Linked DNA regions of Mus musculus: region 2 is linked to region 1. A link is a contact called in public HiChIP or PLAC-seq data. All regions are on one chromosome and are shown on one strand. The core of a region is the stretch at or near the end of the contact, and the rest is flanking DNA. Distances in the headings are between cores, read along the strand shown. Region 1 has its middle 84 kb from the start of Gm36794. Region 2 has its middle 24 kb from the start of Mn1.

Region 1 (7,023 bases), core at 2,167-4,666:
CAGCTCCCAATCCCAGACCCCAACCCCTGCCCCAGCTCCCAACCCCCAGCTCCTGTCCCAGCCCCCAGTCCGAGGCCCCAGCCTCAGCCCCAGTCCCCACGCCCCAGCCCCCAACCAGACCTCCAACCCCAGCATCAGCCCCAGCCCCAGCCCCAGCCCCATCCCCAGCCCCATCCCCAGCCCCAGCCCCAGCCCAGCCCCAGCCCCAGCCCCAGCCCCAGCCCCAGCCCCAGCCCCAGCCCCAGCCCCAGCCCCAGCCCCAGCCCCAGCCCTTGATCTATTACAGTGGCTTTGAAAAACCTTGGGGCTGGAGCTGGAGAGAGAACTCAGTGACTACTAACTGTATACTGATCTTCAAGAAGTTCCAAGTTCGGGGCTGGAGTGATGGCTCAGCAGTTAAGAGCACTGACTGTTCTTCCAGAGGTCCTGAGTTCAAATTCCAGCAACCACATGGTGGCTCACAACCATCCATAATAAAATCTGGTACCCTCTTCTGGTGTGTCTGAAGACAGCTACAGTGTACTTATTTATAATAATAAGTAAATCTTTGGGCCAGAGCGAGCACGGCTGGCTGGAGCCAGCAGAGGTCCTAAAATTAAATTCCCAGCAACCACATGAAGACTCACAACCATCTGTACAGCCACAGTGTACTCATAAAATAAAATAAATAAATAAATCTTTAAAAAAAAAAAAAAAAAAAGAAGAAGAAGTTCCAAGTTCGGTTCCCAGCACCCATGTGGGAAGGCTTACAAGCTCCTATAACTCCGGCTCCAGGAGATCAGACGGCCTCTTCTGGACAAGTACCTGCATACAAGTACGTGTGCATAGAAACACACCCAAATAAAACTAAAATACATATTTAAAACCCTGCCTTGAAGGGACAGAAGCATGAGCTCAGTGTCTGCTTACAATGGAGTCTCTTGGCCTCTGTTTGCCTGGGGGCATCTAGGACATCCCTGCCTTCTTCTCTAAGTGTGCCACAGGTCCTGTGTCATGTCTCTGAGAGAGAAACAGATGGAGGACCAGCAATGCCCATCCGTGCTCCCCCACGGTCTCCGCACAGCGTTTGATGTTATGAGGTTGTCCCGGCCCTTCATAAACTGCAGCAATGAATGTAAAACAACCCACTTTTACAACAGCATTGTTTAACCCTGCACCAATTAAAAGTACCTGTTATTAAAAAAGGTAATTATGCAGTAATTAGTTTGACACAAGACATTAAGCAGATTATTATCAAAGCCAGGGGAACTAGTAACTTCCATAGCCAGCGTCCTTCCCCCTTCCCCTCCCCCTCCCTACATGGGGGCCTTGTGTAGAGCTCAGGCCTCACTGTGGTCATCTGTAGCTCTTGGGTAATGAGGACCCCGGTCTCCAGAGCAGCTTACAGCTTTCCCAGTGGAGAATGTTGGTGGAGGAGGGCTACAAAACACTTCCCAGAAGACATGTGACATGTGTGGGGTCAGAGCAGACATGAGCAGACTGTCAGTGGGGGTGAAGTCAGGTGGGAGGGGGGGACTTTGTACCCATGAAAGGAGTGAAGCAGGGAAGACTTACCCCCACAAACACAGTAGTGCTGGGCTTGGGTTCTCAGTACTGTCTCCTTGACACCTCCAAGGGTAAGGTAACAAGGGACAAAGACAGGTCACTAAGTACCTCAAGTGTCAAAGAGAGGGGATGGCTCTGTCCCTATCAACTTTGATATATAAAATGTACACCTGGGGCTAGCTGGATGTGTCCGTGGGTAAGGGTGCTTGTGGCTGTGACTGGTGACCAGAGTTCCATCCTGGGGATATACACCAAAGAAGACTAACTCTTAAAAGTTGTCCTCTGACACCCTGTGTGCATACACATCCCACATATGCACACACATGTACACACACATACACACATGCATGCACACATGCACATATAGATTTATTTTTAATTTCAGTATACATTGGAAGGGGTCACTTCTCTTCTTTCCCACTCTCCAGGCTGAATCCCACTGGGCCTCTCTTTCTGTCCTCCAAAGTTTTTCCTCTGGTCCTCTTCCTTTCTCCCTGAGTTCTTCTTCTGGTCCTCTCTCTCTTCCTGTCCCCGCTTCCGAGTTCTTCCTCTGTGCCTTCCTACTTCCTTCCCAGTAACTTGAGGACTTCGTACAGACACATGGGCTGCAGTGTGAGCAGCTGATATATGAAGACACCATGAACACAGAAGAGCCGGGTGTCCACATGTACAGGATGGGGCTAGACCCACCCCTACTTCTCACTGGCTCAAGTCAGTCCTGAGACAGAAAAACAGCTAGAAAAAATTATCAGGATGGGGGTGCAGACCATGGGGCAGGGGGTGGGGAATATGACGTCAGGCACCCGCAGTAAGTGGGAAATTATGCTAAGAATTGTCTGCATGGCGACACAGTCGCAATGGGAGAAACGGGCCTCAGCATTGCAGAGATTGCTGATTGGCTCGCCTCTGCCTTCTCAGATCCCCAGGACTCAACGGAGTCAAGAACTAAGCAGCTCTGTGGCAAGCCCATGGCCCCAGCCCTAAAAACCTCACCACCACTTTATTCTTAGCAAACCCACCAGTTTCCAAGTTCCCATATCAGGTAGGAGCCAACTGTGCTGTCTCAGGTGACTTGTGCAACTACTTTGAACCTTGACTTTCTCTCTTGGAGCTATTAGGAATTCCTGTGAGGTTCATGGCAAGGAAGCTGCCCTGCCACTGTGCAGGTCCTACCTGTAAGAGCCTTCATTATCATCAGCCTGTCCTGTGACCACTGACCTGAGTCCCTGACTCTCTTCTCCAAAAGACCAAGAAATGTCTATTAACAGAAGGCAGGAAAACAGGCAGGCACAGATAAAGAAGTAAATTGGATCCCTCCCTACAAGCCATGTGACAATATCAGCAAGGCACAAACAATACTCAGCCTAGCAGGCATGCCTCTATCCCAGAAGCCTCTGGGCCACGAGCCTGAGACAGGCAAAGCCACATAGCATCATCCAACATCACCTGCTTTGCCAAACAGGGCACCAGGGTCTGGAGGCAGGAGACAACTCAAATGGGAAGAAGCAGAGACAGGATTTGAACTACAATCTCTCTATAGATTTTACCCGATGCCTCTTGTGCAGAAACCAGCTGTACATACCAGCTATAGTAGGTGCTTAGGAAACCTGCCCTCTCCACACCCCTCCTTCTGCTCTTTCCCCATCTTTCAGCACAGGGACTAGCAGATCTTCCCACGAATCCAGAAGAGACTGCTAAAATATCACTAACCCCCATCCGTCTCTCAGGGCCTGCCTGTATCCTCGAGTCCCTGATACATCTCCTGCCTTCCCTGAAAGGCTTGGGAATCCAGGAAAAGCAGGGACCACTCCTGGCAACGGGCCTCCTGCCCGTCCCGTGGTTGCCATGGCAACAGTGCCAGCATCCATCTTCTTCAAGTCCCTCTTCCCGGCTCTGCATCCCTCCCTCTCCTGTCACGTCAGATGAAGGACAGGGGCTGAGACCTAGCCACGGAACTGCGGAGGAGCAGAAGGAGAGGACGGCTATAGACAGAGCCATGTCAGGCTCAGACAGGGCTGGAGGAGGTTCTGGGTCCCCACCAGTCTGGGAAACTTCATTCCTTTCAGTGTCTTCTTGGACACACAATGCACATCAAACACTGTGCTGAGGGTTTTTGCATCCACTGCCCTACTTCAAATTCAGCATAAATGGAGGGTCTTCCTATGGGAGGCTTGCTTTTCTCTTCTTCCTTCAGCCCACTCTAGCTGGCCAGGCCCACACTACACCTCTTGCATCTCAACAAATCTTACACTGTTTGAAAAACTGTCCTCCCCCAAGCACTCCCCTTCTCTGTTTTTTGTTTTGCTTTCTTTTGTTCTTGTTTTTCAAGACAAGAAAGACCTCACAATACAGCTCTGGCTGGCCTTGAACTTGGAGATCTGTCTACCTCTGCTTCCCAAAAGCTAGGATTAAAGGTGTAGCCACCACCACTGACCTAGATTTGTTTACTTTTAATTGTCTCTGTGTGAGTCAGTGCACATGTAGACATGAGCACAGATCTCCCGGAAGAGGGCATCAGATCCCTTGGAGCTGGAGTTACAGGCAGTTGTGAGCCACCTAATATGGGGAGGGAGAGAGTTGGGAGTTGAACCCAGATCCCCTGCAAGAGCAGGGAGCATTCCTCACTGCTGAGCTGTCTGCAGAAATGGCCCCACCTGTCTAACTGCAAATCCCAAGTCTTCCAGTGGCACCAGGAGGCTTCTAAGATTGATCTGATGCAAAGAAATGAGGTTGTGCCGGGCAGTGGTAGCACACACTTTTAATCCCAGCACTTGGGAGGCAGAGGCAGGTGGGTTTCTGAGTTGGAGGCCAGCCTGGTCTACAGAGTGAGTTTCAGAACAGCCAGGACTACACAGAGAAACCCTGTCTTGGGAAAACAAACAAACAAACAAACAAACAAACATTTAAAAAGGAATGTAGGTTGTGCATAACAGTGTGATTGTGAAGTTGAGAGGTATATGCAAGGGCGGAGGCTTCATACTATCAAGGAACAGACAGCTTGGTCTGTGGCCTCTGGGTGCCCCTTAACCTCTGTTAACAGGTCAAGAATGCAGGCACGGACCCAGGAGGACCAACCACACTGATGGTAACTTCCCAAGGAGACGTGAGCCTGCCACACCAGGAAGCTCCCAACTGGCAGGACATTTACAGATCACCTTTTCAACCCACCCCACAGATTGGAAAACAAAACCCAGATCAGGGCAGGAACAAGTCCCAGGTGATGTGATGAAGCATGAGGCAGGACTTGAACCTTAGTAGTGCAGAGCCGTCACCAGTTGTACCCCAATTCATGACGTCCCATGCCAGAGCAACAGAGGCCTGGGCATGGTATCCATAGAGCAGGATGAGCTTTGTTGGCCAGGAACAGTGCCGAATTTTAAAATACATCAGCTTGGTTTTCAATGCTACAAAACAGAGATGCTTACCAACTTCCTCATCACAGGAGATGAGGGATCGGAGTTATGTGAGTTCCTAAGAACTGGCAGGGTGATTGCCACACACTTGGAAGCTTGAAAACCCCAGCTTGTGCCACACCATTTTTGAAGTCAGTCATCAGTTGGACCTAAGCAAGGTGTCATGGTTTGTATATGCTCTGCTCAGGGAGTGGCACTATTAGAAGGCATGGCCCTGTTGGAGGAGGTGTGGCTCTGTTGAAGGAGGTGTGGCCTTGTTGGAGGAGATGTGGCCCTGTTGGAGGTGGTATGGCCCTTGAAAGAGGTGTGGCCCTGTTGAAAGAGGTGTGGCCCTGTTGGAGGAGATGTGGCCCTGTTGGAGGAGATGTGGTCCTGTTGGAGGAGGTGTGGCCTTGTTGGAGGAGATGTGGCCCTGTTGGAGGAAGTGTTGGAGGTGGTGTGGCCCTTGAAAGAGGTGTGGCCCTGTTGAAAGAGGTGTGGCCCTGTTGGAGGAGATGTGGCCATGTTGGAGTGGGTGTGGCCTTGTTGGAATAGGAGTGGCCTTCTTGGAGGAAGTTTGATCTTGTTGGTGGTGGTGTGGCCAGGTTGGAAGAGGTGTGGCCCTGTTGGAGGAGGTGTGGCCCTGTTGAAAGAGATATGGCCCTATTGGAGGAGGTGTGGCCTTGTTGGAGTGGGTGTGGCCTTGTTGGAGTGGTTGTGGCCTTGTTGGAGGAGGTATGGCCTTGTTGGAGGAGGTGTGGTCTTGTTGGAGGAGGTGTGTTACTGTGGGTGTGGGCTTCTAAGACACTCATCCTAGCTTCGTAGATGCCAGTCTTCTGCTAACAGCCTTCAGATGATGATGTAGAGCTCTCAGCTCCTCCTGCACCATGCCTGCCTGGATGCTACCATGTTCCCACCTTGATGATAATGGACTGAACCTCTGAACCTGTCAGCCAGCCCCAACTAAATGTTGTCCTTTTAAGAGTTGCCTTGGTCATGGCTTCTGTTCACAGCAGTAAAACTCTTAGTTGACACAAGGTATCAGGAGCTGGATCTGAAGACTGTGGAAACACCTCAGCAGTGGTCCCTTTCGACCTTCCAAACCAGCCAAGCCGAGCTGATCTCTTCTTTTTGCCTCCTCCGAATCTAGAATGGGCCCCTCATCCCAGGGCCAAAGGCTTCCCAGCCTTGATCCCACATGTATGCTCACCTCTCTGTTGTGAAGCCTGGCAGAGACACAGGTCCCCTGTGTGGTAAAAATGAGTTCTGTTCCTTCTATGGAGCCAAGAAACAGGACAAGCATATGGGTATTGGAGATGCAGTAGGTTGGGGATTCGAACCTCTTCAGCTGAGTACTGGATGAAACAGACTCCCCACCCCACCACATCTGCTGACCTCCTCACTCCCTGTACCTCCTCCCTCCTCTGCTGGAAATGTGTCAGCCCCTCTCCTGTGGGGCAATTTGTGACCTATGAGAACATCTGGTTCTCTGGCTGGAGAGGTCCACCTTTTTTCACAGCTCCTCATATGTAGGAGGAGGCGCTCTCAGGGCCCCTTCTCATCTCCTGTACTGAGGCAGCTCGATTTTCCACAGGACACAGACCCACCTGTGTGAAAACCTGCCCCTGGTACATTAGATATTACCACTGTGAGTCTATAAAAGAGGGAGGGCAGTTCTTTCGATGTAATTTACTAGTATCCAGGCTAGAGTGAGAAAATGTAAGTTACACACAACCTGACAAAGACACACATAGCCTCCTGACACACAGCATCCTGGCACACACAGCCTTTCCCTCTCTCAGAACAACTCCAGAGTTAGGAGTGAACACTGTGCTAAGTCCCATGGTTAAAACCTAAATGAGAGAGTCCTCTGTGGCAGCTGTCCTGCCGGCCTCCCTGGCAGGCACAGCCAACCTCCATCTGGGCTGTGAGAATCTACTGATTGCCTTTCACCTGTAAAGCTCACAGTGACCTCAGAGAGAGAGAGAGAGAGAGAGAGAGAGAGAGGACCTGGCTGGTTTCACCTCCTATCTCCATTTAGATGCTGCCTGAAGAGAGAAACAATCCCAGAAGACCTGGAATGAAT
Region 2 (7,023 bases), core at 3,309-5,808, 640 kb before region 1:
GTTTCATTGGTCTACACGCATTCCACACTGCCTTCCCGTGTGACCAAGGCTGCTCAGACCTCCAGTTCCCTCAACCTGGTGTTAAATGTGTCCACTTCTCCACCCCCTACTCTCTTTCCCCCTCTCAGGAGGTAAGAGGTATCCAGTCACCTCAGCCTCTCCTGTGAGAACACTAGAGTGGCCCGGACCTCTGGATGGAGAACATGCTGACCTTGCTCAGGTCAGCGGTACCACAGACAGGCAGGGGGTGCGAGGGTCTAGAGCTTGGGTTTGTGTGTCCCAGGAAGGAGAGCAGTGGGGACCAAATCCCAGCCTATCTTTTCCGTGGGATGCCTGGGACAGACCTGCCCATACACTGGCCACATGATCTGATGTGGAAACAAGCAGCAGCAGCTGACTTCACATCCTCTTGGAGAGGACACGTCAGGAAATATCGGAACGGTCGATGTCCCTGAACCTTCCTGGGGTGCCAGGCTGTCTGCTAACCGCCCCTTCCATCTGTCTGATAACGCCACACTGCAGGCCGACTTGAAACCCCTAGAAAATGAGTGGAAGGGAAACCTTTACAGATACCACCTTCCCACCTGTCACCTTTCTGTGGCTTGGTCTTTGTGCATCCCCACTTCAAAAGCAGGAAAGGGACCCAGAGAACCCCTGTCCTCTCCCAGAAGACCCTGGGCTCTGTCTGGGTAGCCACCTGGGCTAGGTTCCACTTCTTCAGGAAGCTGCTTCTAATGGAGCGACCTATGCCAGTTCCAGTCCTGGTTGGCCATCATTCCTGACTAGTGGATGGCTCCCTTGAATCTCACCTTTCACACCCTATTTTAGCTTGGGCACTTCTCAGAGGCAGGTCACAGCTGTGTCCTCTGTCACCTCCTGTCATGGAAGTTTCACTCATGAACCTCATTTCTCCCACTGCAGATGTCCACCTCTAGTGACAAGACACCTTAGTCTTGGGGTCTAGCAGAGGAGGGACGCAATCTGGTTTCTGTCCTCAGAACATACTACAGCAGCTCGGGCAGCTGGTGACCAGCCTGGATCTACCCTTACTCCTCCCCGGTCTCCAGAGCCAGAATCTCCAGGCTGTCAGCACAGCACTGTAGACACTCTAGGCAGGAACCCTACCTGGTTCCCCAAGTTTCAAAAGGTATTCTTGGATACTGGGGAGATCCAGCCGTCCTTTGTCTTTCGATCCAAAATGTGTCCCCATCACCCTCATCTCAGGAAGGGGACTACAAATCTCGTAGACAAGATAAGCTCCCCTGGACATGGTGGTGCACAACTTGGCAAACCTAGCACTCGGGGGAGAGACAAGATCTCAGTTCAACTTGAGCTACATAGGGAGTTTCATATCAGCCAGCCACAGTGGCACATCGAAACACCGCCTTTGTTTTTATTCATTTCTTAAGGGGGTGCAGTAGTTGAGGCTTTGTGTCACTTTTCAGTGACAGCTGTTTGTCTTTGCTTGATCCAGAAACAGCCAATGACCTTCATAACAGTGTGTGGCCAAAAAAAGCCGTCCTTGTAGGGTCAGAAGTGTAGGACCCTGTATGGATAGCCACAAGCAGCTTTATAGAACCCCTGTGATGATGGTGCCACGTTCCCGACTCCATGAGGTCCAGAATGAGTTACCACTAGATGTTTTATCCCGACGGTGCTGGCACGCTGCCCTATCTGTGGTACTCGGAGAAACAGTTGCAAGCATTTCATTTCCAGCCAGCACAAGCCCAGAGCTGCAGGGTGGCACACCAGTGAGTTCATAGAAGCCATTGAAGATGATGACGATGCTGATTAAATTCTCGGCCGTGTGCTGTGATGCCCCCAACTTGTTGACCTAGGCTTTGTGCTGTGGCTTCTGGTGGGGTTTGCTTTAGTTTTTGAGAAGCTATCAAACATCTCACATGTTGCCTGTGTGTTGATCTTCTATTGTATGTTGATAGTAAAATAATATTACACTTCAGACCATGGAAGGCTTGGAGAAGCAGAATGGAGGCGTGGCCTACAGGAGCGGATCATTAATGTTTATGTAAAACAGAAGCTTTGACTGAATGGCCCATGGCAAGATGGCTCCCTGCATCTCTGAATGCTATAGTCATCTGAGCACCTCCCTTACTTTGTAACCCACCCAGAGGTGCTGCTGTGCCTGGTTCCCCTCCAGTTTGTGCCAGCTAACCTCCAGTCCCATGAGTCCTTGCAGGAGAGGAGCTGTGAAAGGCCCCAGCACAGCTGTGGTCACGGTGGTTGCACAGATCAGGGTCTGGCGAGCTTTCTGTAAACGGCCAAGGTGTTCATTGAGATTTTGGTACCACAGTCTTAGACAGCTCTTCATGTTGCCCCTGGAGCAGGCAGAGAGCCTTGGTATCACAGAGAGAGGTATGGCGTCATCCACCCCAGGGTGAGGCGTGTGGCCCCACGTGGGCAGGGTAACACCTCACTAAAAGGTTTTTAGATCTCTGCCCACAGTTGTTTCTCTTAAGACATCATCTGATTTTTTTTTTTGTTGTTGTTTGTTTATTTGTTTGTTTGTTTTAGAATTTATTTAGTATATGTAAGTACATTGTCTTTAGACACCAGAAGAGGGCGTCATATGTCACTACGAATGGTTGTGAGCCACCATGTTGTTGCTGGGATTTGAACTCAGAACCTCTGGAAGAGCAATCAGTGCTCTTACCCGCTGAGCCATCTTACCAGCCCCATCTGATTTCAAAAACAACTCCAATGCCGGCCGTCCAAGGAGACCCCACACTGGTTTTGCAGCTTTACGATGTCTGTAAGGTAGGTGTTACCGTCTGTACATCTGCTAAAACTGGAGGCAGACTGCCTTCTGATCAAGGGTCCCACAGATCACCTGCTTGTCCAGACTCCAATCTCCAGTTGCAGAGCTTCAGGCATGTGGATTGCATAAAAGCAGAACAGCTTTGCCGCTCAGCGCGTGCACGCGCACACGTGTGTGTGTGTGTGTGTGTGTGTGTGTGTGTGTGTGTGTCTGTGTGTGTGTGTGTGTGTCTGTGTGTGTGTGTGTGTGGTGTGTGTGTGTGTGTGTGTGCGTGCATTTTGAGACAACGGTTTCTCTGTGTAGCCCTGTTCTGTAGACCAGGCTGGCCTCAAACTCAAAAGATCCAACTTCATGCTGGATTGTCAGCATGTGCCACCTCTGATAACCAACATCTTCATAATGTCTCCTCATAAAGTCCTCTGAGGCACAGCTGAGCTTCTCCATGGTGGCAGGCAAACCCTAAGACTCCACACTCGGAGGTCTCACTAATATGGAAGGGGTGGTAACTGCTCTGCCCCCCTACTGAGGCCCCCTACCTCAGTAGTACCATGTCTTCCCCCCAACCTCCAGCTGGCTTTGTGTTAGTGCTGTGGACATGAGGGGTCTCCAGGAGCCTGTGGTGTGTTCCTTCTAAGTGTGCTTGACAGCAGTTGGGGTGTCAGGGGAGCCTGACCTGTAAATCCCCGGGTGGAGCAACCCTGAGGTCAGGGCTGTTCTACTTCACCAGAGACCACTTCCCCTACACTCCTGCCCAGCATTGCCTATCTGGCTGAGGACAGTATCTGTTGGCGGTCTAGTGGGCCATGAATTCAGGATCCTGTTAATATGGGATCTATTGGGATTCCAGTCTTCCTCTCAGCCCCTACTGAGTGACAGGCACAGCTTTTCTACTCATGAGGTTGAGGTCTGGATCTGTGCATGTTAGTGCTGTCCATGGTGGGACTTCACTGCCCTAGATCTCACATCTCATTGCGATCTACCCCAAGGCTCAGCTATGCGGCAGCCATCATCTCAGGATGCTGGGAGGTGGGGAAGTGCTGGGATGAGATGGTGACCCTGTGCTTGCTCGGAGGCCTTACTGTTGCTACCCGTCTCCTGCTAGTGAGCCCTGCAAGTGTGCTTGAAACCACGGAGTCTTAGCATGGAGCTGTCTGCTCACACTCTGCCAGAGGCCATGCTGGCTGAAGGGCTTTGGCGTCTCGCACATGTACTCCGATGCCTGCCCACCCACCCCCGTTACTGAACAATAGGCCCCAAATGAAGCTTGACCCCTCTGAGCCTTGGTGTCCCGCCAGTGAAAGTCTGGATTGTCGACACTAACATGGGACATGGCTCTGTGACAAGGAAACATGAAAACAACACTTCGTGCCCTGGTTGGGCTCTTAGCTAGAGTCACCAGCCAGCGTGCATTGCCCAGGACAAAGGATTCCTGGGAGGCCAGACTTTGACTCTAAAACCAAGACAGTCATGGACAAACAGGGACCGTTGGTCACCCTGTTACAAGAGTATAGCAGTTTTCATCTAAAGACAGATGTAAACACTGGGCCATTGTATAGGAGCCAGGCAGTGCTGTAACCTGAAGCCAGTCTCACAGGGAGAACTCAAAGTGTTCTTTCCATACAGTGCTCCGTTCTCCCCAGACTGCCATGGACAGGTACATCCAGGCATATTGAGCTTGCTGCAGCCAAAGACGCTTTCCCAAAGGTGTGCATGTATGCCTGGCCCTCTGGCAGCAGCCTGCAATGTTCCCACCGGTTCATTCTTGCCACTCACCCCCAGGCTCCACCCACAATGGCCTCACGCCAGATTCTGAGACCAGGTCTGCTTTGAATGACTGGAACAGAGCAGCCCAGGATTTAACCCATTCCTGGCTTGAGTGCCTCCTGCCGTTAACCATTTCCTCCCCCCTGCCTGTGGCTCGAGTGACCCAACAACAGCCTCTCAACTCTCTCCCATTTTGCGAGGAAACATTTCTGCTTTATGACTGCATGTGCTTTCTCGTCTCTCCCGTTATCTTAATGAATTAACTGGGTGCCCATTGCTCCCTGGCCCCCCCACGGTTTACGAGCTGTTCAGCGATCACTGCGATCTTCGTCAGCTTCACACAGTTGTTGTACCGGTTCCTATTACAGTAATTGGCATGAACTTTATTCTTTTGCAGAGAGATTCTTTGGCCCGCTGAGACTGCATAACCATCTGCCATAAATTGAGACTAGTACGGCTTATTTTGGTGAATGCAAAATTGGATCCCATTCTTTACTCTGTGGCTTGATTCAACTTCCAGATGGTTAATCCACATGAAGTAATAGGAATGCACCACAGCTCTGCTTAGCTGAAGATGGAGACGTAATATTTATTTGCTGATGTGGAGGCCTCCAAACGCTGCCCTGTCGGGATGTCAATATATAACACGGCAGCACAGAAATGTCAGCTTGTTCTGCAGGAACGACAGGCTCCCCTGAGTTGCCATGGGGGGACCCCTGGGTGCCTACTCCCCCCTTCTGTCCTTGACCTAATCTCAAGAGGTTTTTATTCTCTCCTGGGCTGTTTCTTATCAGCTAGGTCTGCCTGTGTAGCTGGCTTCACATCTGCTTTGACTTTAGTGCCTGTGACATTTTCATTAATACTTCTCCAAGGTTGAGCCTTTATTCCAAATACCCTGCAGCTCCCAGAAGCTAAAGCTCAGCTGTGCCCAGCTGGGGGCTGCTGGGAAACTTGGCCCCTGAAATACCAACAAGTCTGCTGTCCCCACTCAGATGAGCTGATCAACACTTTTTAATTGTTACTGATCATGCTCACCTGCTATGCTGAAGGATGCAGAGGCAGATCTTGGGGTAGGGGGGAATTGCTTTCACTCTGGGGAATATCGACTGCCTCTGTGTGTATGCTCCGTCCTGTCCTAGACTCCTCCTGGGTCTCAGCATGTGGTGCAGGGAAGCCTGAAGCCCTGCATCTCACCACCTGGGAGTACTGACTCTTCAGGGCTCCCTGTACCAGATGGGTCCAGCAACCCAGTTTACCCAGGGCTGCTCTGGCTGAGCCCCTATCTCCTCTGTACCATTCAGAGCTGGGCAAACTGAGACAGTTGCCTACCCTATGGCCCTGTCTACTCTAGATCTGCAGAGAGAACCTCTGGAGCTCACTCTGAAAGTCCTACATTGTGGTGTGTTCTGTGGTGACTCTGACAGGGCCCATGAATTTGGCAACCACAGTAGTGAGTCTCAAGTGACTCCATGGCCTGACATCTCGTGTGCCTTTGGGTTTAGAGGGAAGACTTGATGAGAAATTAGATCAAAGAGAGTCTACACATGGGAATTAGACTTAAAAGGAGCTAGTAAGAACCAAGTGTATTGGCGCACACCTTTAATCCCTGAACCCAGGGTAGAAGCAGGCAGATCTCCGAGGCCGGCTTTAGTTATGTAGTGAGTTCCAGGCCAGCCAGATCAACATAGGGAGGCCCTTTCTCAAATAACCAAAAGAAGTGGAGTGTGTGTGTGTGTGTGTGTGTTTAAAAAAAAAAAAAAAAAAAAAAAAAAAACAAGACCCTGAAAGTTTCCAGATGGAACACAGTGCAATAAGGCAGGCAGATCTCAGAGGCTCCTCAGCAACTGAGGCTGTGGGCAAGAAAGCAAGAGGCCGGCCCCCCCACCCATCACACTCAAAGCCGCATGCCATCTCCAGTGGCTCGGGGCTGCCTGTACGGTGCAGATGGAAAGACTTTTAAGTGGGCCCCTGAAATGCATTGTTGGCAAGAGAACGGCAGCCAATCAGGAGCTGCCAAAAGGAGCCTAGGGTCCATCCAGCAGGACCAAAGCCTCTGGCTGGAGCCCATTGGCTTCAGTGGCAGGCAGCGCGTGTTTGTTCAGGTGGGCTAACTAAAGCCCCAGGCGCAGGCTGCGGTAGAGGGAGGTAAGGGTGCAGCCAAGTTGGACGCTGGCTCCATCCAGCTCCCTGGCTGGGGCAGTCACACCTTTTGCACCGGTGTTGGATGCTGTGGTCTCCACCCTCAGAAAACTCTGAGGACCTGCCCTTTCTCACTGCCTGACTAGGGCTCCTCCCTCCCCCTCAGAGGAGCTTCCTGATTCTAAAGTAGACAGGTCACATGCCTGTGCTCAATGCTGTCCCACAAAACAGGGCCATGCGCAGATTCCTTGGTCCCTCTGCTCATAATGTCTTGTTCTATTCCAGCTACACTGCCTCCTCCTGGCTAGTTTGTGACCTGCCATTCAGGTCCCTTCTGCAGTGGC

The links. HiChIP or PLAC-seq counts read pairs in DNA pulled down with a chosen protein or histone mark.
Region 2: an H3K4me3 HiChIP or PLAC-seq map of embryonic basal ganglia shows a contact between it and region 1, with 4 times the contacts expected there. The contact joins two enhancer-like sites. A contact is called at or near these places in 1 of 15 datasets of contacts at CTCF or cohesin (the NIH/3T3 cell line), 3 of 484 Hi-C or Micro-C datasets (cortical neurons and embryonic stem cells), 6 of 115 datasets of contacts at active chromatin or transcription factors (T-cell acute lymphoblastic leukemia, embryonic basal ganglia, embryonic forebrain and 3 more) and 2 of 9 other capture datasets (embryonic tail and embryonic trunk).

The regions. Positions count from the first base shown.
Region 1 is chr5:112,026,750-112,033,772 of GRCm38.p6, forward strand. No RefSeq gene overlaps it. Among named protein-coding and RNA genes, the nearest start is that of Gm36794, 84 kb to the left of the region's middle. Within about 2 kb of position 3,417, at least 20 of the 459 cell types and tissues checked have an H3K27ac peak or open chromatin away from gene starts, as enhancers often do. A contact at or near this core is called in cortical neurons and embryonic basal ganglia, where this site is marked.
Region 2 is chr5:111,389,448-111,396,470 of GRCm38.p6, forward strand. No RefSeq gene overlaps it. Among named protein-coding and RNA genes, the nearest start is that of Mn1, 24 kb to the right of the region's middle. Within about 2 kb of position 4,559, at least 85 of the 459 cell types and tissues checked have an H3K27ac peak or open chromatin away from gene starts, as enhancers often do. A contact at or near this core is called in cortical neurons and embryonic basal ganglia, where this site is marked.